2 separate regions of the Gossypium raimondii genome follow, and region 1 is linked to region 2. The links are chromatin contacts, called in public Hi-C maps. All regions are on one chromosome and are shown on one strand. The core of a region is the stretch at or near the end of the contact, and the rest is flanking DNA. Distances in the headings are between cores, read along the strand shown.

Evidence for each region. A called contact is a pair of places that touch in the nucleus more often than the background predicts.
Region 1: a contact with region 2 is called in a Hi-C map of leaf, with 2.1 times the contacts expected there. The contact joins the promoter of LOC105773989 here to the enhancer-like site in region 2. A contact is called at or near these places in 2 of 2 Hi-C or Micro-C datasets (both in leaf).

The regions. Positions count from the first base shown.
Region 1 is chr6:41,098,543-41,105,973 of ASM2569854v1, reverse strand. LOC105773989 (glyoxysomal processing protease, glyoxysomal) reads left to right here and starts at 3,123. Exons shown (of 14, transcript XM_012596263.2): 1 at 3,123-3,359; 2 at 3,451-3,497; 3 at 3,572-3,749; 4 at 3,838-3,885; 5 at 3,959-4,024; 6 at 4,178-4,312; 7 at 4,527-4,652; 8 at 4,814-4,917; 9 at 5,208-5,293; 10 at 5,387-5,481; 11 at 5,568-6,282; 12 at 6,882-7,074; 13 at 7,392-7,431. The coding sequence starts at 3,294.
Region 2 is chr6:40,900,556-40,908,013 of ASM2569854v1, reverse strand. No RefSeq gene overlaps it. Among protein-coding and RNA genes, the nearest start is that of LOC128042145, 27 kb to the left of the region's middle. Within about 2 kb of position 5,318, the one cell type or tissue checked has open chromatin away from gene starts, as enhancers often do. A contact at or near this core is called in leaf, where this site is marked.

The sequences.
Region 1 (7,431 bases), core at 1,874-4,373, 200 kb before region 2:
CTCTATTATGTTATTGCATCTCGGTGCAACTTTATATTATTTTTGTATATCCTACATGCTCTATTAAGTCTATATTGGGTATCTACTAAATAATAAAGGAAAAATAAAATAATGATTAATATGACATATTTACGTGTAAGTGAAAGGAAATGGTAGTGAATTAAACTATATTGATTAAGATATAATAAGAAGTTTTAATGTTATTAAATTTTGACTTATATAATATAATATTCATGCACATTATTTATACTTATTTAAAGAAAAGTAAGATTAAATCTTGCTGTATCTTGAAACTAATTAACAACTTCAACAGACTTAAATAACTCAATCAAGCCTCAATCTATAGACATGTGTTGAATGTGCAACATGTGTTGAATGTTATCAGCATACTCCAACATAAGGTAAGTATCATAAATCTTAAATTAACTAGAGAATACTATCTTCTCTCTCCATTGTTAAGTTTTTCATTATTCTCAGAAAAGAGTTTCTTCATTTAAATTTTTGAAAAGAAATCATAAGAAATAGCTTACATTTTAAAGTTATTTATATATAATAATATATTATATATTATATATTATAAAAAGAGAAAATAATAATAATTTTTAAAGAAAGGAGATATTGGTTTGAAATAAGCCAAAGGCTTCCTCACCTTTGCAAATGAACAACAGTGATTTCAATACTGCTCTAATTAAAAGGTTGTTTCAAAATGCCAATTGTTTCAAACATTTTAAAATAAAACGATATGTTGAAGTAGTGTACTAAATTATATTATGGGTTATATATGCATTAAATATTTTATATATAAAATATTAATTAAATATTAATTAAGTTTTAATTTAGTTGACATTGACATTATTGTTAGTGCAGGAGGACGTGTGGTTGAGCATGCTAAAATGCGCTATATTATGCTCAAATTTAAAATTTAATCTTTACATTTTAATTTTGACATAATTTGATGTCTCAATCCTTAAAATGTCATTAATTAGTTTAAATATTTTATTCCAATTAATTTGATAATGTTAATTTTAAGATTTGTTAACACCATTAAAATTTTCTTTTAATTTCAAGTACATTACAATGTCTTTTCTTGTTATGTGGACATCAAGTGAGGTTTTTTTATTTCAAAATATCACACCAATAAATTAATGGAAGAAAATAAATAAACCTGAATTTTAAATTCAAAAATAAAGAAACTAAAATTTTAAAAATAAAATTCCAAACATAAGAAGTACAAAAATTTTAAAGATATTTGAACTTTTAAATTTAATTTAGGCATAAATGCAAAAAAAAAAAACCTCTTTGGGGGCTTTTGGTTTTGTGCCATTCACCTTTTTATTTTTTGATTGACATCCTCAATATTACGATTTTTTAATAAATCAGTCCAGTTTTAACGGTCTACGTGAGTTAATCGTTAATCAAACTATAGGTCAACATAATAGCCCATGTGTCACGCCACATAAGCGCACAACGTCATAAATGATGTCATCTATTTAACCAAAATTTTTTTCTTATTTTCTCTCTTGCCAAACATCATTTTTCTTCTTCAAAACATATGGTTGGCTCATTTAATCTACAAGAATCTCTATTACCATGATTATAATCATGTTTTGTGTAATTTTTGTAAACCCACACCTTAGCCTTTTATCCAATGGTAGTTGAAGCTCCTCGTATGAATCCTTTCCCTCCTCAATTAATCACCAACAATCCATCGTTTTACTTTGTTTTCCATGTTTGTTCTTGTTTTATTGACCAGCTTCTGGTGATCGAAGCCGAATCAACTCTTTCATCGACCCATAACCATCCACACGCCATATCACCCAAAACCTTCCTCGATGGTGAAAATATTGGCATAGGAAGAACGGCGGGCGTCACAGGACATGGCGACACTAAAGATGCTATTCCATCTGACTTTTTCGCTCAGATTATAAACGAAGTCGTATTCCGCGGAGCGTAAGGAGCAAATAGGTTGTTGCTGTTATTGAATTTCTTCTTGTTGCCGTAGAATTTTCTGGCTTTTAACCGATTCTGATTTTGAAGCTCGTTTAGAGTTGGAGGTTTGTATCCTTGAGTATTACTACCGGAAGCAGCGGGAACAGAAGAAATAGCAGAAACAGAACCCATGGGTAAAGGCTTATTCTCGAACTTCCAAGAATCTTTACCGAATGAAACTTTTTTTTCCCTTCCAATTGTTATTACGATTGAAAGAAGAGAATTTATTGTTAGGGTCAGGGTTTTGGTTTGGGTCATGAGATTGCCAAGGCTTGTAGCTTCGATTCAACATCATCAGAGGTGGTAGTTGAGTCATCATCTGAGGACCGGAGTTTATAGGCTGCGACTGAGACGCCGCAAATTGATTCATCGCTTGAGAGTGAGCCGCCGACGCCATCAACTGATGAGACTGATTCATCATTTGCGGTTGAACTGGAACTTGGACCTGAACCGTGTTCATCATCATTTGCGGTGGCTGATTCATCATTTGAGCCTGATCGTTCATTTTCTTTTATAAAATAAAATGAAAAACGAAATCAAAAAAATTCGAAAAGAAAAAAAAACCCTAATTTTTCAGTTTTAGAATTGAAATTTGCTGCCAGATCAAACGATTTACTATTGATCTGTTAATTTCCTTTTGGTTCTTTTAGTTTTCCTCGATCTAAAACTGAAAATTAAGAGAGAGAAATGAGAGAAAAAAATTTGTTAAATAGATGATATCACCTATGACATCGTGTGCTTATGTGGCATGCCACGTGGGTTATTAGGTTGACCTACAATTTAATTAACGATCATGAGTTCACCATTAAAATTAAGCTAATTTCTTAAAAAATTATAATGTTGAGGGTATCAATCAAAAATTAAAAGGTTAATGGCACAAAATCAAAAGCCCCAAATGTTGAGGGTTTTTTTTGCAATTATGCCTTTATTTAATCAATAAATAACGGAACGCGAAATATGATTGGAAACCATACTAGCAAATTGTAAGAAGAATGCCGCCCACGTAGCTTATGAGGAAGGGAACAAAACGTTTTGGCCCATCAAATGATTCAACGGCCACGATTTACAAGATAAAAACTGCGCGCGCTTTAACGGTCTCACCTTATCTATACACCTCGTAGAGCGTATAGTATTTTAACTTTAATTTTTCTGGCAAGCGCCGGAAAGTCAAAACTATCCTCAGGACTTACTTCTGCTTCTTCGTTTTTTATCGTATCCCCCCACTCTTCCAAACACTCCCAAATTCCCCAAATTATATCTCAACGAATCCCTCTGATTATTCTTTTACAACCGTTTCTATCCAAATGGCTCTCCCTGAAACAGCCGATTTCGCCCGGAATTTCTCTGTTTTGGTCAGAGTCCAAGGCCCCGTAAGCCCATTAACCTTTGCAATTTGCAGCTTTTTTTAAATAAAATGGATGTTTATTAAATTTATTTATTTTTAATTAAAAATTTGTGTAGGATCCAAAGGGTCTGAAGATGAGGAATCATGCCTTCCATCAATACCAGTAAGTTAAATTTTTGTCTTGTGTTTGGATTCCAATTTTTTGAATTAATTTTTTTTTAATTATGGGTATTTTAGTTCTGGCAAAACGACATTGTCAGCTTCGGGCATGCTATTACCTGACACCCTTTACAAAACTGAAGTGGTTAAGTGCATTTGGGACAATGATAGTGGTCAGAATTTGATGTTAGTTATGACAGTCGCTTCTCTCGTTGAGCCTTTTCTTACAATTCAACATAGGGAAAACCTTTCTCAGGTAGTAATGTTGACCTTTTTTTGGGGTTTAATTGCTGACTTTGTTGGGATTTTGAGTTTATATTGTGCTACTCTTTGTTGCGATGCAGGGTCTACCTGAGTTGATTCCTGGTGCTCAGATTGATATTATGGTCGAGGTATAAGATAGGCAATGCCTGTTGATTAACTTGGAATGAGTTAAGTGTAATGAGAATAGTGTTATTTTCATAGGAAAATATGGGCGCAGATTCAGATGGAGGAGGTTGTTGCTGGTTTACTGCACGGCTACTGAAAATGGTGAGCATTTATAAGTTGTTAGTATGGCTACTTATGGATTTAAATGCTATAAGAACACTTTAATGAACTGTAATATTAGGTTATACTTTGTTGCACTTGAGAAATTGACTGCATATGGACTATATGATATTGATTGATGAATGGATTTTGAAGGTTGATGTTCCCATATCATCCCTTGCACTTCAATCCCTTGTCGAAGCTTCTTCAGGCTCACAAGAGCAAGGATGGGAGTTTGGTTGGTCATTGGCTTCAACTCATCAGCCTTCAGTGGACAGTACTCAGACACAGGCGAGTATGAAACAAACTACTCCTTTATCGTTCTTACAAAAACAAAATTAAAAAACTCCTTAATTTACCCTTGTTGGAGATCATCAGTGACCAGTTGTACATAACCATAGATCCTGGATTTTTTTTTTCTGTGATCATGCTTGAGGAAGTAGTTTTTCCTTCATTTACCCTTGTTGGAGATCCAACAAGATCTGATGTTTTAACTTTATTTCAGATAGAGTATGATAACAAACTTTTAATGGAGCGTCAGAGGCTAGTGATGGGGAAATCGAGCAATCCTAGTCTAATGGCCAGGTCAACAACTAGAATTGCTATCCTTGGAGTTAATTTGCATTTAAATGTAAGCTTTTCTTTCACTTTTTGCTCTTTTCTTTTAATTAATATTTACTGTTCAATAGTAACTGAAGCAGAAAATGTACTGTTTCGAGGTTTTATGGTTTGTATGGTTATTTTTGCATGCTTTGGCTCTTAACCTCGATGTTGTGGATTATCATGAATCAGGGCCTACCAAAAATTGGAATATTACCTCTGAATAAAAGGGGAGAGTTTCTTCTGGCAATGGGATCTCCATTTGGCATCCTCTCTCCCTTGCACTTCTTTAACAGGTAATGCTACCTCCTATGTAAATATCTTTTACGCTTTAATAAGCTAACATTGATAACAACAAACTTGTTTGCCAAAATTAGTTTTCATTAGTCCAAATACTTGGATCACTGACAGTGATCCTTGTGGAACATGAAATGAACTAATCTTTTATTGGTATTTAACTTTTACTATCAAACTATCCGAGTATAGTTCTGTATCTCTCTTCTCACCATGGTATATTATTAATTATTTTGCTTGCTTATGTTCTTCGGGAGTTCTACTGTTTGACTAATGTAGCTACTTGAATCAGCATGTCAGTGGGATCTGTTGCCAACTGCTATCCACCTAAATCATCTGACAGAGCATTGCTAATGGCTGACATTCGATGTCTTCCTGGTCAGGATTTTCTCATGCTTTGTTACCTTTACTTTTTCTTTCAAAAAAAATTACCTCGAACTCCTAATTATGATTTGCTATCAAATTGGCCAGGAATGGAGGGTGGTCCAGTTTTTGGTGATCAGGGCATGCTGGTTGGTATCCTGACCAGACCTTTGAGGCAAAAGACCAGTGATGCTGAGGTTCAGGTAACTTGCACATGGTTGGCTTATCCATATTCTTTAAGCTTTGTCATAGTAAATTCTTCACAACAAGTTGTAGCCTTGGGTAACAGTTGGTGATTCCATGGGATGCCATTGCAAGTGCTTGCAGTGACTTGCTGCTGAAGGAGCCACAAATTGAAGAAAAGGGGATTCACATCAACAAGGGAAACTTAAATACTGTAGGAAATGGATTATTGTCTAACAGCAATGGTTCAAATGGACACTGCTGTTACAATCATGACCATTTTAACTCACCTTGCTCTTCACTATTACCGATTGAGAAGGCAATGACTTCCATATGTCTTATTACCGTTAACGATGGTGTATGGGCATCAGGTGTTGTGCTCAATGATCAGGGGCTAATACTCACAAATGCTCACCTGTTGGAACCGTGGCGATTTGGGAAAACAACTGTAAGAAGTAGTTCAAAAAAAGAAGCACCATTCTTCCTACCTGAAGAATCTGCATTTTCTGAGGAGAAAGGATATAAGAGGTACCAGAAAAGTTGCATTGGACCATTTCCACTGGCTGATCAGCAGAAAGGGTACAAGTTGAAGTCAGTTTTCCATGGTCATAGGAGCATACGTGTTCGACTTGATCATCTGGACCCTTGGATTTGGTGTGAGGCGAAGGTAGTATATATTTGCAAGGGACCTTTGGATGTTGCTCTGCTCCAAGTTGATCGTATTCCTGATAAGCTTACCGCTATTATGGTGGATTTTAGTCAGCCATCATTAGGATCAAAGGCATATGTTATTGGACATGGACTACTGGCACCAAGATGCGGTAAAGCACTTCCCTATTTATCTATTTGTTTGTGGTTGTTTCAATACATTTGAAATGAGATAATTCTGTTGTGTTTACATTACTCTTCACTTTACCCTTTTTCATTGTACGACTTGGACTTGATAAGTGGTTCTGTGAACGTTCACATCTGAAGTTTCCAATCTTAGCATCGAAGCCATCCGTTGTGTAGTTTCAAACAAGGTCATTTGGATCTCTGTTGGTTAGAGAACTTTTTTATTTTTTAAAGATGTTGGTTAGAGAACTTTTTTATTTTTTAAAGATGTTGGTTAGAGTGCTTAAAACTACTCGTTTACCAAATAAGGTCAAAGTATGCCGTTTCAAGAATGCATTAGCTTACATTGTCCACTGACCCTGTATCTCCTAAAATTTCTTATCAATCCCTGATCGACTGCATTTTTTTTTTTTTTTTTGCTATGATGCATAGGAGCATCAAATTTTCTTAATGCTACGATATTGAGGGACTGAGTCCCCTGGGATTGTTTCTTGTGTACTTTCATCTGAATAAACCGTTTATCTATACTTTTTGTAATCTCTTATTTTCTTAAATTCAGAGTCTTTTATCCTTATTTAATTTGCAGGCTTCTCCCCTTCTGTTTGCTCTGGGGTGGTTGCAAAAGTTGTGAAAGCAGAGATGCCCTCGTATTACAAATCTTTATTGCCAGGGGTTTCACAATTTCCTGCAATGCTTGAAACAACCGCTGCTGTTCATCCCGGTGGAAGTGGCGGTGCTGTCGTCAATTCAGATGGTCGTTTGATTGGACTTGTTACAAGGTATGGTGGATAACAATTGTGCAAAAATAGGTTTAATCTCGTAGTGGTTTGACATCGTTGGAAATGCTCTTTTTGACGTCACGTTGGTTGTCAGAAATGCTGTTTTGCATTTTCTTGTCGCTACTGTTTTTGTGGTCTGAGGGATGGAGTACTTGTTTGATGCTTCGTGTTTATACAAGATTGTGACATCATTTTATTGTGTGTTTCTGTTCTACTAATCCACATTTTCTGTTGTTTTTTTTTTTCTCATGTCTGTTGTTAAGCTTGTCGGTGCTGGCTGATCAAATGGTTTTTAATGAGTTATGTTCTTGATACAGCAATGCCAGGCACGGTGGAGGAACAGTTATACCACATTTG
Region 2 (7,458 bases), core at 4,069-6,568:
ATTGCTTATTCAAGTAATGAAGTTAATCTTTACATCATCCGGGTTACTTGCTTCTGTTTTCTTCCTCTGCTGTCAAAACCCCAACAGATGTGATTTTCAACTCTTCCCTTTAGCATTGATGACTAGCTCAAGGCTCGACATTGCACGTTCTACGTGGTGGCCATAGGCTATGTCAGTTACTAGCCAACTGTTGGTTTTAGTTTTAAAGTTATTTGGTGCTAGCAATGTCTTGCATTGAGTTACTGATGACAAATATTTGAAATAACATGCATTAAGACGCACAGACATTGAGAAAAAGGGTATTGTAAATATTTCATTAAAGAGATTTGAAAGAAGAATGAATAGTTTTGTACTTATGTCAAACTTATGTATACATGCTTTTTTTTCTCTTCATGTATTTGACATTATAGATCTATTTGTCAGAATTCATAAATTGGTGCTTTCTCAGAAATATGTGAAGCAATGCCCTTAGAAATGTGCAGATGTTACTATTAGCTAGTAGTTGCACTTCCTTAGAGTCTTCTATTAGATGCTTTCGTACCAAAGTTCAGCAGTATAACAGTCTGATGCCATATATTTATTTATAAACAAATCATTGCAATATATGAAAAAAATTTAAAATATAAAAATTTATTAATATGTATATAAATTTATTAATATATGTAAAAACAACTTTTTCGGAAAATATTTTCAAGAAATTTGCCAAACAACAGAAAATATTTTATACAGATTCATCCAAACACCAAAAAATATTTTCAGTAAATCATTTTCCAGAAAAGTAAATCATTTTCCGGAAAACATTTTACTGGCAAACAAATAGACCCTTATTCTAGAGTTGCTTTATTATTTTATATTTCAATAATGTTTTATTTTTCTAAAGGCTCAATAATTTCAATAATCTTTCAATAATGAATTGAGCCCTATAATTAAATATACGATTAATTTTGAAATATTAAATAAAATAAATTTTTGAATTTTTCTCTATTTTTAATTCATTTTTAATTATTTATTATTGAAAATAAATATAATTGTAATAATTTTTAATCATTTATTAATTTTGTAATTGTTAAATAATTTTAAAAACTTCTATTATATATCATTTTTAATCTAATGTCCTTAAAAGTCATTTTCTATTTTCACCTCACCGCTACAGCTGCGTTTGAATCCAAACACACACTCCACTGTTGTTTCTAATCTCATTGCTACAATATCCAATCTCACCGCTACGGTAACTAATCTCACCGCCACCGCTATTTTTAACCTCACCGGAGCTAAACACACCGCCCATCCAAAGTAAGCCTAAATCTTGTTCTTCAAGTGTTTTAATCATTTTATTTGCAATTTTCCTTTATTAGGACAATTTGGTGCTATGTGACCTTATTCATCACATATAAAACATTTACATATTTGTTTTTTTAGGTTTTTTAGAAGTTTTTCTTCTAACAAATCTTTTCTTATTATTATAACCAGTATATTTTTTATTTCCTGATTTCTATCTAACTAGTTTATACCTTTTATTTTTCTTTTATATCTTTTATAAGTGTTTTATATCTTTTATATCTTTTATAAGTGTTAGAACGTATTGATTTACATCCAAATTCCCATTCATTTTCTAAAATTTTTGTACAATATTTAGTACTTAATTTATGCTTTACTTGTTTAGAAGCTTTATTTTGTAAACAGTATAAAGTTATTCTTTCTTTTGCAAAATTTATTCTATTTCCTATAGAGTCTATGGTACACCAACCATTTTACTATGTTTTTCTAAATAAGAAACATATTTTTTTATACATATCTCATCCCATAGTGGTGGTAATTTATAAAAATATTGATTTTTCAAAATTCTATATTTTCATTTTTAGTTTTGATATTCATAAAGAAATGTTTTAGAAAATTCTTATCGAGTATCACATAATTTAATTTTGACAAGATATAACTAGATATACTATCTCGATCTTTTTATCAAAATAGCCACAAAATTTTGTTTTTAGAATAAAAGTTAATCATTTTAAAAGATCTTTGGAAGTTCCTATTTGGTTGATTAACGCCATTTTGTTATTTTTATCGATTCTTCTCATCTTAGAAATTGTAGAATATCTCCTTGATTCCAACAAAATAGTTTAAAATTTTTCTTTTAACCACATATTGTTGTTGTTTACAACAATAGTCATAGATTGTGCCACCATCTATGGTTTTTTCATAGTCTGCTATAAGAATATTAGTTAAATCTAAATATATTCCTCCTTGAGCAACGTTTCTTTTATTTAAATCATCTATTCTATATGGAATTGGTTGAGTAGATGATTCTTCTAGATTTTAAGTTTTATTTCAATTGTAGCTATATTTTATGTTTTATTACTAAAATTCTAGTTGTATTTTAAACTTTTCCAAAATCTTTACTAAAAGATCTCATATAACCATCATTTTGAAGATCTAACTCTATTTTTCTTTTTCCATAAGGATCTGTTTGATTAGTATCTATAGGTTCTAGTATTTCTATATTTTCGTCTTCATCTGTTGAAGCATTTTCTTCATCGATTTATAACTTGTAATTTTAGATCTTCTAGGTTTATAGAATTATCGAATTACTAGAACTACTATTGTCTGTAATGTCATAGTTTAACATACAATGATAGTTAAATTAAGTAAATAAATCTTTATGTTTTTCATAAAATTGTTCTATTAATTTTAAATATTCAACTCTTTCATTTTTATCGAACTCTTAGTAAATTTATACTTCCAATGGTCTATAAGTTATTTATAAAAGATTAGAAATCATATTTTTGTTGATAACTATATTTTCTTTTCTGCTTTTCAAGTTTTTTTATTTCTTTTATTAATAGAAGATGATTCTTCGAAGAAGTATCTTCTTCCTCGAACGATTAATATTATATTATTATTTTCATAATATAAAGGTCCTAAATCTACCTCTTGTTCTATATTTTATTAATAAGAACTTGTTCTAATTTATTATTAACATTAGATAATATTTGTTTAGATTTGTTGTTCAAATCTAATCCTGCAACTTTTCTTAAATTATTGACTTGATGTTCTATTTTACTTACTTTGTTATATAATTTATGAAACTATATTGAAGTAATATCTATTAAACTGTTAAAACATTTACTCGAGTGAAATATTTTCATTTTTAGAGTCAATGTGCATAGCATGATTGCAAATTTTTTCTTTATAGAGACAATCTATTTCTTCCATAAAATTTATCTTTGGTACCTAAAACCTTCCATTATCCTTTTATGTCTTTACTTTCAAAGGCCTACAGTCTCACACAGACATAAGCAGGCGATAGAAAGACAGAATAACAAATATATGAGTTTTAAGATAAATAACCATGAAAGAAACGAAATTGTAAATAAAAGATAAAACTTATAATGAATACTACAATATTATTTCTCCAAGTATCATTACTCCGATCTCTGATACCAATTACAGGGAGAGAAGGAAATACGAAAGACAATAAATTTTTTCTCAAAAGTCTCCATGCAAAAAAAAATGTAAAATATATTAAAATTACTCCTCAAGAATCTCCATGCAAAAAGAGAAGTAAAAAAATGTAGATTATATAAAGTAAAATAATAATTAATACCAAACGAAAATAGAACTACACCTATTTTTAATCATATTCTCTCTCGATTTATTAAAAACAAAATATAAAACAAAACACTTTCGTGATTTAGAAAACTGGCTTATTTAAGTATAAAAATCAATCACAATTTATATTTATTATAAACATTAATAAATTTATCATAAGATCTTTTTATTACACCATTTGTAATTGTATAAGTATTTTCTTCTGAAAATTATCTTTAAATTTTGTCACAACATCATTGAATATTACTATTTGAATTGTAGTTTCCAGAAATAATTTAAATCAAATGTAAAATCAATATTAACTAAAGATAACTAATTAAAATTGAATTAACACATAATACAAGCAAATATACTATAAAAATTTGGAGCTAAAATAAAAAATATAATATTAAATTAAATTAATAAAACATGAATTAATATATAGTACTATTAAAAGTAATATAGAAATTTGGAACAAAAATAAAAGAAAACTCTATAATATTAAATTGAAATAATAAAACATTGAACTAATTTATACATACTACTATTAAAACTAATTTAGAAATCTAATATATATATTAAAGTAAATTATATGACACAAATTTAGCACCAGAAATCTCATGGAGGGATAAAGTCTTGGGTCGAGGAATCCCTGGTTATGGTAAGGAGGAGGACTTTGAGCTTTTGGATGGAGATGTTACGAGATCAACGGTGAATGGTATCCCTGTTATCAGTTTTTCAGAAAGGGTTCAACAAATTCTGTTTAGAGAAATGGCGACTACGGTAGTGGTTAAGCTTCTTGGTCGGAATCTATCTTATTCTATACTGCAAAATAGAATTCAAAGACTGCGGATATTGTCCCAACAGTTCCACCTCATGGATATGGAAAATGAGTATTTTCTGGTTAAGTTTCAGAGTCGTGTTGACTATGATAAAGTACTTACCCAGGGGCCTTGGATCGTGCTTGGCCAGTACCTCACGGTTCAACCGTGGACATCGGAGTTTGATTCTCTCCACAAGCTTTCCCTAGCAATGCGATGGTATGGGTCAGGTTGTCTGGTCTTCCGGGTTTCCTCTACAAACGCCAGATTTTGGAGAAAATAAGGGGTTTGATAGGGACGGTTATCAAGCTGGACTTTCAGATGGACAAGGGGTCGAAAGGGAAATTTGCAAGGATGGCGGTAGGCATCGATTTGAGACAACCCCTGGTCTCTCAAATCATGGTTAACGGGGTGATACAGAGGGTGGAATTCAAATCGCTTCCAACTGTTTATTTTTCTTGTGGCCGATTTGGTCACTCAAAAGAACTTTGCCCGGTGAGGGGCCTTCAAAAGAGATGGATGTGGGTGTTAGATCGACGAAGGAGGACTTACTGAAGGCAAACAAGGTGGGAGAGGTGACGGAACCATTTGGCCCTTGGATGATCGTTGAAAGAAAATCACGGCGAAATCCCCAAATTCGTCAAAGCTTAGAGACGAAAGGACCCGTGATAAACGCTTCAAATCTGCTTGGGAGGAAAATGGTCGTGAATAGTACGATGGAAGCTGATTTGCAGGGGATCCGTTTCTAAAAGGGGGATTTTTCGACGACTAAATATTAGGAGGGAATGAAAACAATTTTAGTGTCTTGGGTCAAAACAATATGGAGGGGGCAGATTTTTTGGATGGGGCCGAGAGAATAGAGGTTAGTGGGCCTGCTAGGAAGGATTCAGGTAATCTGTCTGGGCTGTTAGTGGTGCCCCTAAATTTGGATAATAAGGCGCTGGAGTATGCTGGAAATTTGGTGTCGGTTGGGCCTGGTTTAACAGCCCAAGGAGATGGGGGTTTGGTTAACACAATTTCGGTGGACAATCTTACAAATGTGCAGTAGAATATTTCTAAGGGTGGGTTTGGATGGGCGATTGGGTGCGATACGTTTAGCTTACTTTTTATCTCACGCTACAGTATTGCTACAGTATCTAATCTCACCACCACCGTTGTTTTTACACTAACCGCAGGTAAATGCACCACCCCTCCAAACCCACCCTAAGTCTGTTTCTCCCTTGGAAAGCCTAATTTCTAGGGAAGATCAGTCCCTAGTAGGTATTAATTCTCATTTTAATCCAACGTTTGATGGCCCAATAGAATCAGTTGTGGTAATAAATAAGGGGATTTTAGAGTTTATGAGCCATTCATTTATTATTTTCAAAGAAAATGGAGAACTAAAAAATGTCAAGTCTCTTGAAGATGTTAGTTCGAGTAGAAGAGGTAAAGGAATTCGATTTCGAAAGGGAGAGGATCTGGAAACGTTTTAAAAATTTTGGGAATGCAAGGGTTCCATTGTCGGATACAATAAATTCTATGGCCAAACTCATCATCTCGCAAATTAATAACAAGACTGAGATGACGAACTTGGGCAGCAATGGAAAAGCTAGAGATGGTTCATGCTAGCCTTAGAGCTATGGTAAGTCTTTTTTTTTATGAATTTATCCATTTTCTCTTGGAATTGTCAAGGTTGTGCAAATAGCAAGTTCTTTTTAGGATCTTTCGTGAATATAATTGAGATTATAAACTAGATATTATTGGTCTCTTAGAAACTAGAGTTAGTGGCAATAAGCCCCTAGACTCAAGTTCGACCAGAGGCCTATTCTCCTGTCACTTCGACCAATGATTTATTCGTATTTGGGTCTTTCTTTTCATTTTTTGGCAGGATGGATTGAACATGCAAATTTTTTTGATTTCGTTAAGAAAAATTAGAATTTTGATAGTGATTTGTCCAAGTCACTCTCTAACATTACTAGTCACCTTAACGAGTGGAATAAGAAGGTTTATAGTCATATTGGGTTCACAAAAAAATATTGATTCAAAAACTTGATATGGTTCAAAGAGATTTGGATTTTTCTCAGTCTGACCCATTATTTCAGTCGGAGTTAGAGATTAGAGAGGAATTGGAACAGGTTTTGTATCACGAGGAGCTTCTTTGGAAACAAAAGGTGAGATGTGAATGGCTTTCTTTGGGGGACTGTAACACTAAATTTTTCATAGGTGCGCTCTAAAAAGGTGTAAGTAGAATCAAATTTTAGCTTTAAAAAATGTGAAAGGGGAGTGGATTTTTGATGAGGAGGAATTATGTTAAGAGACGATTCGTTTCTTTGAGAATTTGTATGGTGAGGATCCAGTACCGATGGGGGGACTTCAATCTAGTTCTTTTCAAAGGCTACAGGATGGTGAGCTCTAGTTTTAAAGTAAACCTATATTGAATGAAGAAATCAAATCAGCCATGTTTGATATGGGACCATTGAAGATGCCGATGAGTGATGGGTTTCAAACATTATTTTTCCAGAGCCAATAAGATCGTCTTGGGGACTTGATTTGTAATTGGGTTAAGAATATTTTTAAAGGTGAGAAAATAGATCCGAAGTTGAACAATGACCTTATAGTTCTCATTCCTAAGGTTTTGAATCCAAATTATTTCTCCCAATTTTGGTCGATTAGTTTGTACTCATTTCTGTAGAAATTGGTAATGAAAATCATTGCCAATCGGTTTAAGCTAGTTTTTCCAAGAATAATTGGCGAAGAACAGACGGGTTTATTACGGGAAGAAGCACTACTGATAATATTATCATTGCTCAGGAAGTTTTTCACTCCATGAAAATAAAAAAGAAGACTAGGAGTTGGATGACCATTAATATTGACATCGAGAAGGCTTATGATTGAGTGCGGTGGGAGTTTAATTGCGCATCTCTTCATGCGACAGGTATTCTAAATTTTCTTTGTAATGTGATTATTTTTGCTAGCACTAGCTCTACTATGTAGATTTTGTGGAATGGAACACCAACTTAGAAATTCCGGCCGACTAGGGCTGTTCGTCAAGGGTGCCCATTATCTCCTT